Regions from separate parts of the Mus musculus genome. Here region 2 is linked to region 1. A link is a contact called in public capture Hi-C data. All regions are on one chromosome and are shown on one strand. The core of a region is the stretch at or near the end of the contact, and the rest is flanking DNA. Distances in the headings are between cores, read along the strand shown. Region 1 holds the start of Samd4b (sterile alpha motif domain containing 4B). Region 2 holds the start of Zfp82 (zinc finger protein 82).

Region 1 (4,460 bases), core at 748-3,247:
CTTCAAGCACTAGGATTCCAGAAGTAGAGGAAGTTTGGGAAGGGAGAGTCTGAAGGATGCTGGGGCCCCTGCAGAAATAGTGGGGGAAGTAGGCTGAGTATCCAGAAGAGTTTATAATTTCAAAGGACTAAGAATGGAGGGATAAGAGAAAGCAAGAAGAGATTTAGCCTAACTGGGATTCATCTGACAGATTCCTGAAATAAGACTGGGGATGTCAGAGAAGAAAATTGAGGGTGGGTTTCCAGAAAGTGCTATAGATTACCGACACGGGGCTTGGGAGAAAAATCTCTAAAGAATGTCTTAGGAAGTGGTCTTCTGAGAAAGGTCCTGACAGAGGGATTTTTAAATACAGGGTAGGGTAGGCATTGGGGGGCTTTATGAGAAATCTCAAGTTTAAAAACAAACAACCCCCCCCAAAAAAAAACCCCAAGCATATAGGGCTGAGGGAAGAAGACTCCTAATGAAGACCTGAAAGCATTGGAGTAGGTTTTCCACAAAGAATTCTGGGTGTTCAGCTATACTGAAGAAAGATTAGGTAGGTATGCAAGGCTTTCTAAAGATGGTTCTAGAGAATTGGGGGTGGGGGAGATTCTGAGGAAGAGATAGCTAGAAAAGTCTTTTAATAAGAAAGTCTGAGAAAAAGAAAGAACTAAAGGCCATCTCAGGGTTACTAAGTTCTGTGATGCATGGGGGTCCTGAAAGCTGTAGCTTAGAGGGGTGTTTCAGTATTGTAAGGAAGAGTGTCAGAAAGTTTACCAAAGGCTAGAAAGGGAGTTTCAAATTTTCAGGTTATCCAAGAAAAGTTTGAGAAGAATAGAGGCTATGAGGAAACTTTTTTGGAGTCCGTACACTATTCTTAAAACATGTGGTGTGTGTTACTGGAAAGGATTTGGGATACAGAAGACAGGCTTTGGAAGAGGTTTTGGGAATATGAGAGGAACTCTGGAGATTTTCAAGATTAGAAGGTGTAGAGGCTGAGGAGAAAAGGGCTGGGGTACATGAGATTACCTCTAGAGCATTCCAAGCTGGGGAATATTTGTGTAACATGAGTTTGGAAATCTATAGAAGGGTCTAAGAAATATGAGAAGAGGACAGGGCGTATATAGGAGGTGGAAGCAAAGAGAGGAGAGGAGAGGGTCCTCTAGGTGAGTTTTGGCATCTAAGAGCACTTCCTGAGTATCTGAGGACGACTGTTCTGGGATATGCAAGCTCTTTAAGGATGATGTAGTGTTCACCAGGGACATCCTGAAGAATTTGGGGATAAGAGTGAAAATCTCTAAGACTTTTGGAATGGGGAGAGGTAGAAGGGTAAATTCTTGGGGGTATTTGAAGAAGTCTGAAGGAGAGATGACTTGAATATGTGATGCAGATGGGGGGGGGGTTAGATGCAGAGAGTATCTGGGGGCGGTTTAGGGGCTTTAAGGTTCTTCCTGGGGGAGATGCCTGGAATATCTGTGCTGTGAAGACAGATGACGAGTAGCCACCAAGGAATGTGTTGCGATTCAGGAGGAAGATGTGAGGAGAGAACCAAGGACCAAAGGGCGGGGATCCACAGGGAGCGTCCCCAGAGGAGGCAGTTGAAAGCTGAGGGTGGTCTCCGGGGAGGCCGCTGGAGTCGTGCGGGAGGACCAGGCAGATGTGTGCCGAGTCAGGACAGAAGTCCCCGGGCCCGGCCCCTCGGCTAGCCCCAGGGCGTGACGGTTTGGGAGGGAAACTGAGGAAGGGGCCCGGGTAGGGAGAAACGGGCTGAGTGCGGAACCCTAAGGGGTCCTCCAGGATCCTCCGGCCTCCCGAGGCCCGAGTCAGCCGCCCGCCGCAGCCCGCGGCGCGGGGTCCCTGAGGGGGCGGGGCCGGCCGCGCGGCCTGGGTCGCCCTGAGGGGAGCGCCGCGCGCCTCGACCGCCGCCGCCCCGCGCCCGCCGGCCCGGCCTTGCCCGAGACTCACCGCCTCGGCCTCCGCCGCCGCCGCCGCCACCCGCACCTCCTCGGGCAGCCGCCGCCACCCGCGCCGCTGCCGCCGCCGCCGCCGCCGCCGTCGCCCCCTCTCTGGCCCGAGAGCTCCCCTCCCTCCTCCCGCACCGACCACCGCCGCCGCCGCCGCCGCCGCCGTCGCGCTGCGTCACCGCGCCGTGCGTCACCGCCCCTGGCCCCGCCCCGGAGGGCCACTGTGCGCCAGCATTAGCTCACACCCTATTGACAGACGGTGAGCCCAGCCAACTGGCGGCGAGGGCAGACCGAAGGGTGGGAGGTGTGCGGCAAGAAAGGCGGGGTCTTGGCCTGGAGGGGAGCGACAGGGCTGGAAGGAGGCCTGAGAGGCCCGCCCCCTCCTCACTACGATTGGTCTGACGAGAAGGTGACGGACAGACGGACAGGCCCCGGGCGGAGAGCAGAGGGCCGGGAAGAGGAGGGGCGCGCGCCGCGTTGCCCCGGGCAACGGTCTGGCGAAGCCCGCGATTGGACCTACGGACCCGCAGGGGGCAGTCTCGCGCCGGTCTAACTCAGTAGCGGCGAACCCAGTCACAATTCCTCATTCTGGCGTTCAAGGACCCCCTCCTCTCCGCCCCTCGGTCACACCCCGCCCAGGGTTTGTGTCCGGTAGTACCATCGCCCTTTGGGATGACAATGCTGCCTCCTGGCTCCTGGTATCGATCGGCCGCGCCTCAAGTGACACCTCAAGATGAGCGAGGTCGACCCTTTAAGGGTGGAAAGAGATAAGACCCCACACATAAGAGGCTGTCAATAAATGGAGATTGCTTCCATCACTCTTGTCGTGATCTTAGTCCATCCACAAACTGTCCTGCGCTGGGGTGAACTGACTGGAAAGGGGCCGGCTCTCCAGAAGGGTGACAGCAACGTGGCTTGTTCCGAGAACTCCAAGAAATACAGTCAGGGTGGAGTGTCGAATTTACGACAGGGAGTGGTAGGAAATGAGCTGCGGCTAGATGTTTGGCCACTGGAGGGAGTATGCACTTGTGCTAAAGGCACAGCGACTAGAGTGACGGGGCCAGTAAGGTCTTGGGGACTTGGGAGTTTGGAAGGGACGCCTCTAGCTTACATAGGGAAGTGGGGTGAGAAGGAATGAGACACAGAAGAGAGAACCCAGGGAGCTACCTGGGGAGTTGGGGCGGGGTTGCATCTGGAAGGGACCTTGGGGAGGGAGGAGGTGCGAAGTAGGCGGGACACTCAGGTGGCCCATTGAACTAGCCTTTTGCCACTGGCTGGCCACAGGGCGGAAGAGAAAAGTCCAGGACAAAGCCCTCTGGGAGATTGGGTCCCAGAGGAGAAGCTCAATGTGGGACAGCCAACACTGAGGTCAAGACCATTGCCCCACCTCGGGCACAAATTGAGGCTGGAGACCAGGATTTAAGGATCATTAGAGATGGTAATTGAGGTTGTGGGAGTTTGTGACCAATCCCAAGGAGGGTATGAGGGGTGAATGGAGACAAGGCTCAGACGGAATTCTGAGAAATGAGGGCACATGAGTTGAGAAAAGAAATGAGTACTAGACCAACATTGTGAAGATGGCACAGGAAAGAGTTGACGGGAACTGGGCTTAGCGGCGCGTCCTATCCCAGCAGAGCATTTCTGTAGGCTTGAAGCTAGCCTGGTCTACATATTGAGACCCTGAACTCGGGAGGCAGAGGCAGGTGGCTCTCTGAGTTCAAGGCTAGTTTTGTCTACAGAGCGAGTTCCAGGACAGCCAGGGCTGCGCAGAGAAACACAGATATTTTAAGTCTTTTTTTTTTTTAAGATTTATTAATTATGAGCACACTGTAGGTGTCTTTAGACAGACCAGAAGAGGGTATCAGATTCCATTGCAGATGGTTGTGAGCCACCATGTGGTTGCTGGGAATTGAACTCAGGACCTCTGGAAGAGCAGCAGTCAGTGCTCTTAACCACTGAGCTATCTTCCCAGCCCACTCCACCTTTTTTTTTTTTTTTTTTTTTTTGGTCTTTGGAGACAATGTCTTTTTAGATATTCATGGCTGGCCAAGACTCCTGCCTCAGACTCCTGAGTGCTGGGGTTAGAGATCTGTACCACCACACAAGCTAGAGAGGGAGTTCTTTGTTTTTAAAATAGAAGAACTAAAATTGTATGGAGGCTTAGGAGAAGATTCATCAGGGGTCAGGGAGAGATCATAGGAAGAGTTGGGAAGACTGAAGAGGTACCTGGCAGGTGGGATGGAGACCAGTGATGGGACCTGCCCATTATTAAAAAGGGGAGCCAGCACAGAAAGTCAAGTGGAGCAAGAACTTAGAAATATTTTTTTTATTTCTTCACTAAAATACATATGGTTTTCTCATAAGTTACTTTGCCTTTATTTCTTCTTTATAGAACAGGTGGCTTTATGAATTGATTTTTTTTCCAAAATTTGGGCATATAAATAGGTCACATTACCCAGGAATTGTTTCAAGGGAAGGGGAACTTGTGTATCTGTGTGGGACACTCATGAGATCAAA
Region 2 (4,460 bases), core at 522-3,021, 1.6 Mb after region 1:
TTGAACTCAGGACCTCTGGGAGAGCAGCCAGTGCTCTTAAGCACTGAGCCATCTCTCCAGCCCAATAAATAAATCTAAAAGGAAAGGAAAGGATGTGGGACACTAGGAGGAAGAGAGGATTCAGGGAAATAGTGAGAGAATAAAAGGTGGCACAGAGAGAGGCTCTGAGAGAGACACTGGGAGAGACATTAAAGAAGAAGCAGGTCGACACTGAGGAAAGGTAAACTAACCAATTAGTAGACATAGAATAGTTTGAATGGGTTAAATAAACTACAAGCTAGTCTTGAAGCAAGGCATTTAATAATACATAATTAGTCCCAGAGTTGTCATTTTGGGAGCAGAGGCTGGAAGGATAAACGGATTTTTTTTAAAGACTTTTTTATGTATGTGAGTGCACTATAGCTGTCTTCAGACACACCAGAAGAAGGCATTAGATCCCATTACAGATGGTTGTGAGCCACCATGTGGTGGCTGGGAATTGAACTCAGGACCTCTGGAAGAGTGTTCTTAACCGCTGAGCCATCTTTCCAGCCCCCCCCTTTTTTTTTTTACAAAAATAAATCTTAAAAATAAATGTACATCACAATTAAGTAGATACCCATACACACCACTCCCTTGGTGTTGGAATCACCCCTAATCACCACATTAACAAACAGCTGCTGTTTACTAAGCATTTGGTATTTATGAATATCAGCAACTGTTCTAAGAGCTCTACAGCATAGTATTAAAAATAAAACCCAGCTATAAAAATAAAGCCCGATCTCCTTGGAGGGAGGGTTGTCGTCCTGTCCCCCCCCCCCAAAAAAAAAAACACTGAAAAGCGGATACGTATGTACGTACAGGCACTGGGTGGTGTAAGGAGTCAGGCTCTGTTTCTAAGAACCAGACATTTAAAAATAACAAATGTTCTGATCCACTAAAAAATTAAAGTGCCTTTCACAGATCCAAGAGGTAAGATTGACCCCCCCTGACCTTACCTTTTAAACAGGCAACAGCGATTTATCCCTCCCCTTCCTGTGAGCACTTAAAGGCAGGCTGGAGTAGGAGCGAATGTTAACGTCCAAACTTTTCTCGGAGCCTTGTCCAGCCTAGTTAAATCAAAGCACAAGACACAACCAATCGGTCACCACCACCCATCACTCACACCCGGGAGCGAGTTCAGCTGTCCTGCCCTGGTACCTAAGAAAGGCCAGGGCGGCAGATGGCCAGGAAGTTTACAATAGCTCCCTAGGTGGATCGCACACAGCCTGTCCAGCGAGTGACTGTATCTGAGCACGTGTGGCGTGTTGGGGGTAACCCCAGGGAACCAGCCAAGGGTGTGTGTGTTGGGGATCGGGGACCATCTTTCAGACCCCTCTCAAGACCCGGAGCTCTTTGCTTTGTTTACTGGGAGTCTTGTGTGTTGCTCAGGTGAATGGCTGGGGAACCATTCCTCTTTGGGACTGATGTGGCTACACCGCAGCCGAGCCTGGGGCCAGAATCACACACACCAGGACCTCGGCAACCTCGCTCACACAACCGCTCTGCACCCCATTCACTCGCACAAATGCCATCACGCCGTGGCTTCCGGGCCGCACTCAGTCGCGGTGGCTGCCACCCCGACGCCCTGCCACGCCCAGCAGGCACAGCTCGCCACTGTGGTCCCCACGCAGCAAGCCGAGGCGCGGACCCAGTATGAGGGGCGCGGGGCCTCCCTGTCCCCGCCCTTACCCCCTGCTCCCTGCAGCACCTTCACTAAGTTCACGGAACTGGGACCCAGGCTCGGCTCAGTTGCCCCGCCCCACGCGCTGAGGTGACAGTGGCTGCATCTCCAGACCCCCGAGAGCCTACAGGGCGTTGCGCGGGGACTGCTGGGAGGGACAGCCGCACGCACCGCGTGCGCATGCGCCACACTCACTGTGTGCTCCGTTTGGGACCAGGACAGGGAGAGGAGCAGAACCTCAACTCTGATTAAGTATTTGAGGAAAATCGGATTTTCGTTTGGAGATTTGTGCATTTGATATAGTCATGTTTGTTGTGGAGGTGACTGCAAATGACTACGTCTTAGAATAAGATTTTAAAGGACATTCCTATCATGTAGTTTGCTTTTACCCAGGTTCTTAAGATTTTCTTCTTTCTTAACCAGGATTTTTTTTTTTTTTTTGGAGAGACAGGGTTTCTCTGTGTAGTCCTGGTTGTCCTGGAACTCACTCAGTAGACGAGGCTGGCCTTGAACTCAGAAATCCTCCTGCCTCTGCCTTCCAAATGCTGGGATTAAAGTGCTGGATCATCAACTTAAATACCTTTCGTTCCTATATTTTTAAATTGCCAGAAAATAAATAATAAAATGGTTGAGCTGGTATGTGCCTATATTCTTATCACTTTGAAGGCAGAAGAATCACTCAAAAGTTTGAGGCCAGCCTGAGTTACATAGTGAGTTCCAAGCCAGCCAGGGCTATATAAGACCTGGTCTCAAGTATATAAAGTAAACGTGATGGTTAAATTTCTGATTAATTGATCATCTATAATTATATTCTCTAATGCTACAGCTTGTGGAAAGTTAAGCCTTTCAGTAAATAGGGATAACAATGAATACTAAGCAGTGACTAACGAAGGCACAGCCCTACCCTGATAAAACAATGAGTCAGGTGGTAGAATCACTCCCACATGGAACATGCTATATAGCACATAAACATGATTAATTAAAAAAAAAAAAAAAAAAAACTCGGGGGCTGGTGAGATGGCTCAGTGGGTAAGAGCACCCGACTGCTCTTCCGAAGGTCCGAAGTTCAAATCCCAGCAACCACATGGTGGCTCACAACCATCTGTAATGATCGACTCCCTCTTCTGGAGTGTCTGAAGACAGCTCAGTGTACTTATATACAATAAAAATAAATAAATCTTTAAAATAAATAGATAAATAAATAATTCTTAAAAAAAAAAAAAAACTGATCTCAGGCAGAACTTGCCATCTCATGAAATAAACTACTGATTATGATTACTCTTGGGGAAAATAAGGTCAAAAGGTGTTGTTGTCTTATTTATGTTTAAATCTTCCATGAGAAAACACACCTGTTTTATTTCTAGTTTTAAAATTAATAACTTTCAAGCCAGAGAGATGGCGCAGTGGAGTTTGCTGTGCATTCTCTGGGAACCACATGGGAGAAGGAGAGAACCAATTTCCCCTGTGACCTCTACACCAGGGATGCTGTACAAACTAAAACTTAAAATAATCAAATGTGGCCGGGCATGGTGGCGCACACCTTTAATCCCAGCACGTGGGAGGCAGAGGCAGGCCGATTTCTGAGTTCGAGGCCAGCCTTGTCTACAAAGTGAGTTCCAGGACAGCCAGGGCTATACAGAGAAACCCTGTCTCGAAACAAACAAACAAACAAACAACAAAACAAACAAAGAAATCAAATGTGGAGCTGGACATGGCAGCACATACCTTTAATCTCAGCACTCACGCTGGGAGGAGAGGCAGAGGGATCTCTCTTGTGTATGAGGCCAGCCTGGTCTACATGATGAGTTCCAAGATAACTGAGGTAATGTAGAGAGACCCTGTCCCTCCAAAAATCAAATAAATAGATAGATACATACATACAGATGGGGCTTAGGAGATGGCTCACTGGTTAGGAATACCAGTTGCTTTTACAGAAAACACAAGTTCATTCCTCAGCACCCATATGGCAGCTTATAAACACGTATAACCCCAGCTCCTGGTGATTCGATGCTCTTAAAAGTCAGAGGTACACACACACACACACACACACACACACACACACACACTCACTCACTCACGAAGACACTCATACACATAAAATGTCCAAAACATGGTATAGATATGCCTAGGAACAATGTCCATCAGGGGCACATATTTTAGCATGTATCATGAAAAAGAATATCTGAAAGAAACAAGGCCCACCAGGAGGCTCCTAGAGTGATTTATCAGTCACACAGTGTCAAGGCAAGAGTCCTGGGATTGCTACATTTTGTTGTTTTGTTTTTTCCAGGCAAGGTTTCTCTGTGAAGTAGTCCTGGCTGTCCTGGAACTTTCTAAGTAGACCAGGCTGGACTCGTGTCTCCCATGTGTCACCGTGACCTGATTGTCAACTTGAGACTCAGAATCACAAGGCACGTCCTCTGGGAGGCTGGGGCTGGGGCTGGGAGAATGGGGCATTTTCAGACAGTTTACCTGAAGTCAGAAGAAACATCCTAAATTTAAGAAAAAGAAAGGGGTGGGGCCTGGGATGGAAGAAATGGCTCAATCGTTAGCATTTACTGTATGTACTTCCAGAGGACCCGAGCCATTCCTAACACCCACATGGTGGCTCAAAACCATCAGTGTGCACATAAACACGAATACAATGGTGCACACATGCATGCATGCATGCATACAGGCAAAACACTCATACACATAAGAATTTTTGTAATCAAGCTGACTACAGGCATTCCATCTTTCTGCTTCCTGACTGCAGACT

Evidence for each region. Capture Hi-C pulls out chosen DNA fragments and counts their contacts.
Region 2: a contact with region 1 is called in a capture Hi-C map of macrophages, with 5 times the contacts expected there. The contact joins the promoter of Zfp82 here to the promoter of Samd4b in region 1. A contact is called at or near these places in 2 of 39 promoter capture datasets (both in liver) and 1 of 9 other capture datasets (macrophages).

The regions. Positions count from the first base shown.
Region 1 is chr7:28,434,194-28,438,653 of GRCm38.p6, forward strand. Samd4b (sterile alpha motif domain containing 4B) reads right to left here and starts at 1,998. Exons shown (of 13, transcript NM_175021.3): 1 at 1,945-1,998. It also overlaps a transcript of Gmfg not described here.
Region 2 is chr7:30,071,052-30,075,511 of GRCm38.p6, forward strand. Zfp82 (zinc finger protein 82) reads right to left here and starts at 1,772. Exons shown (of 7, transcript NM_177889.5): 1 at 1,730-1,772; 2 at 978-1,088.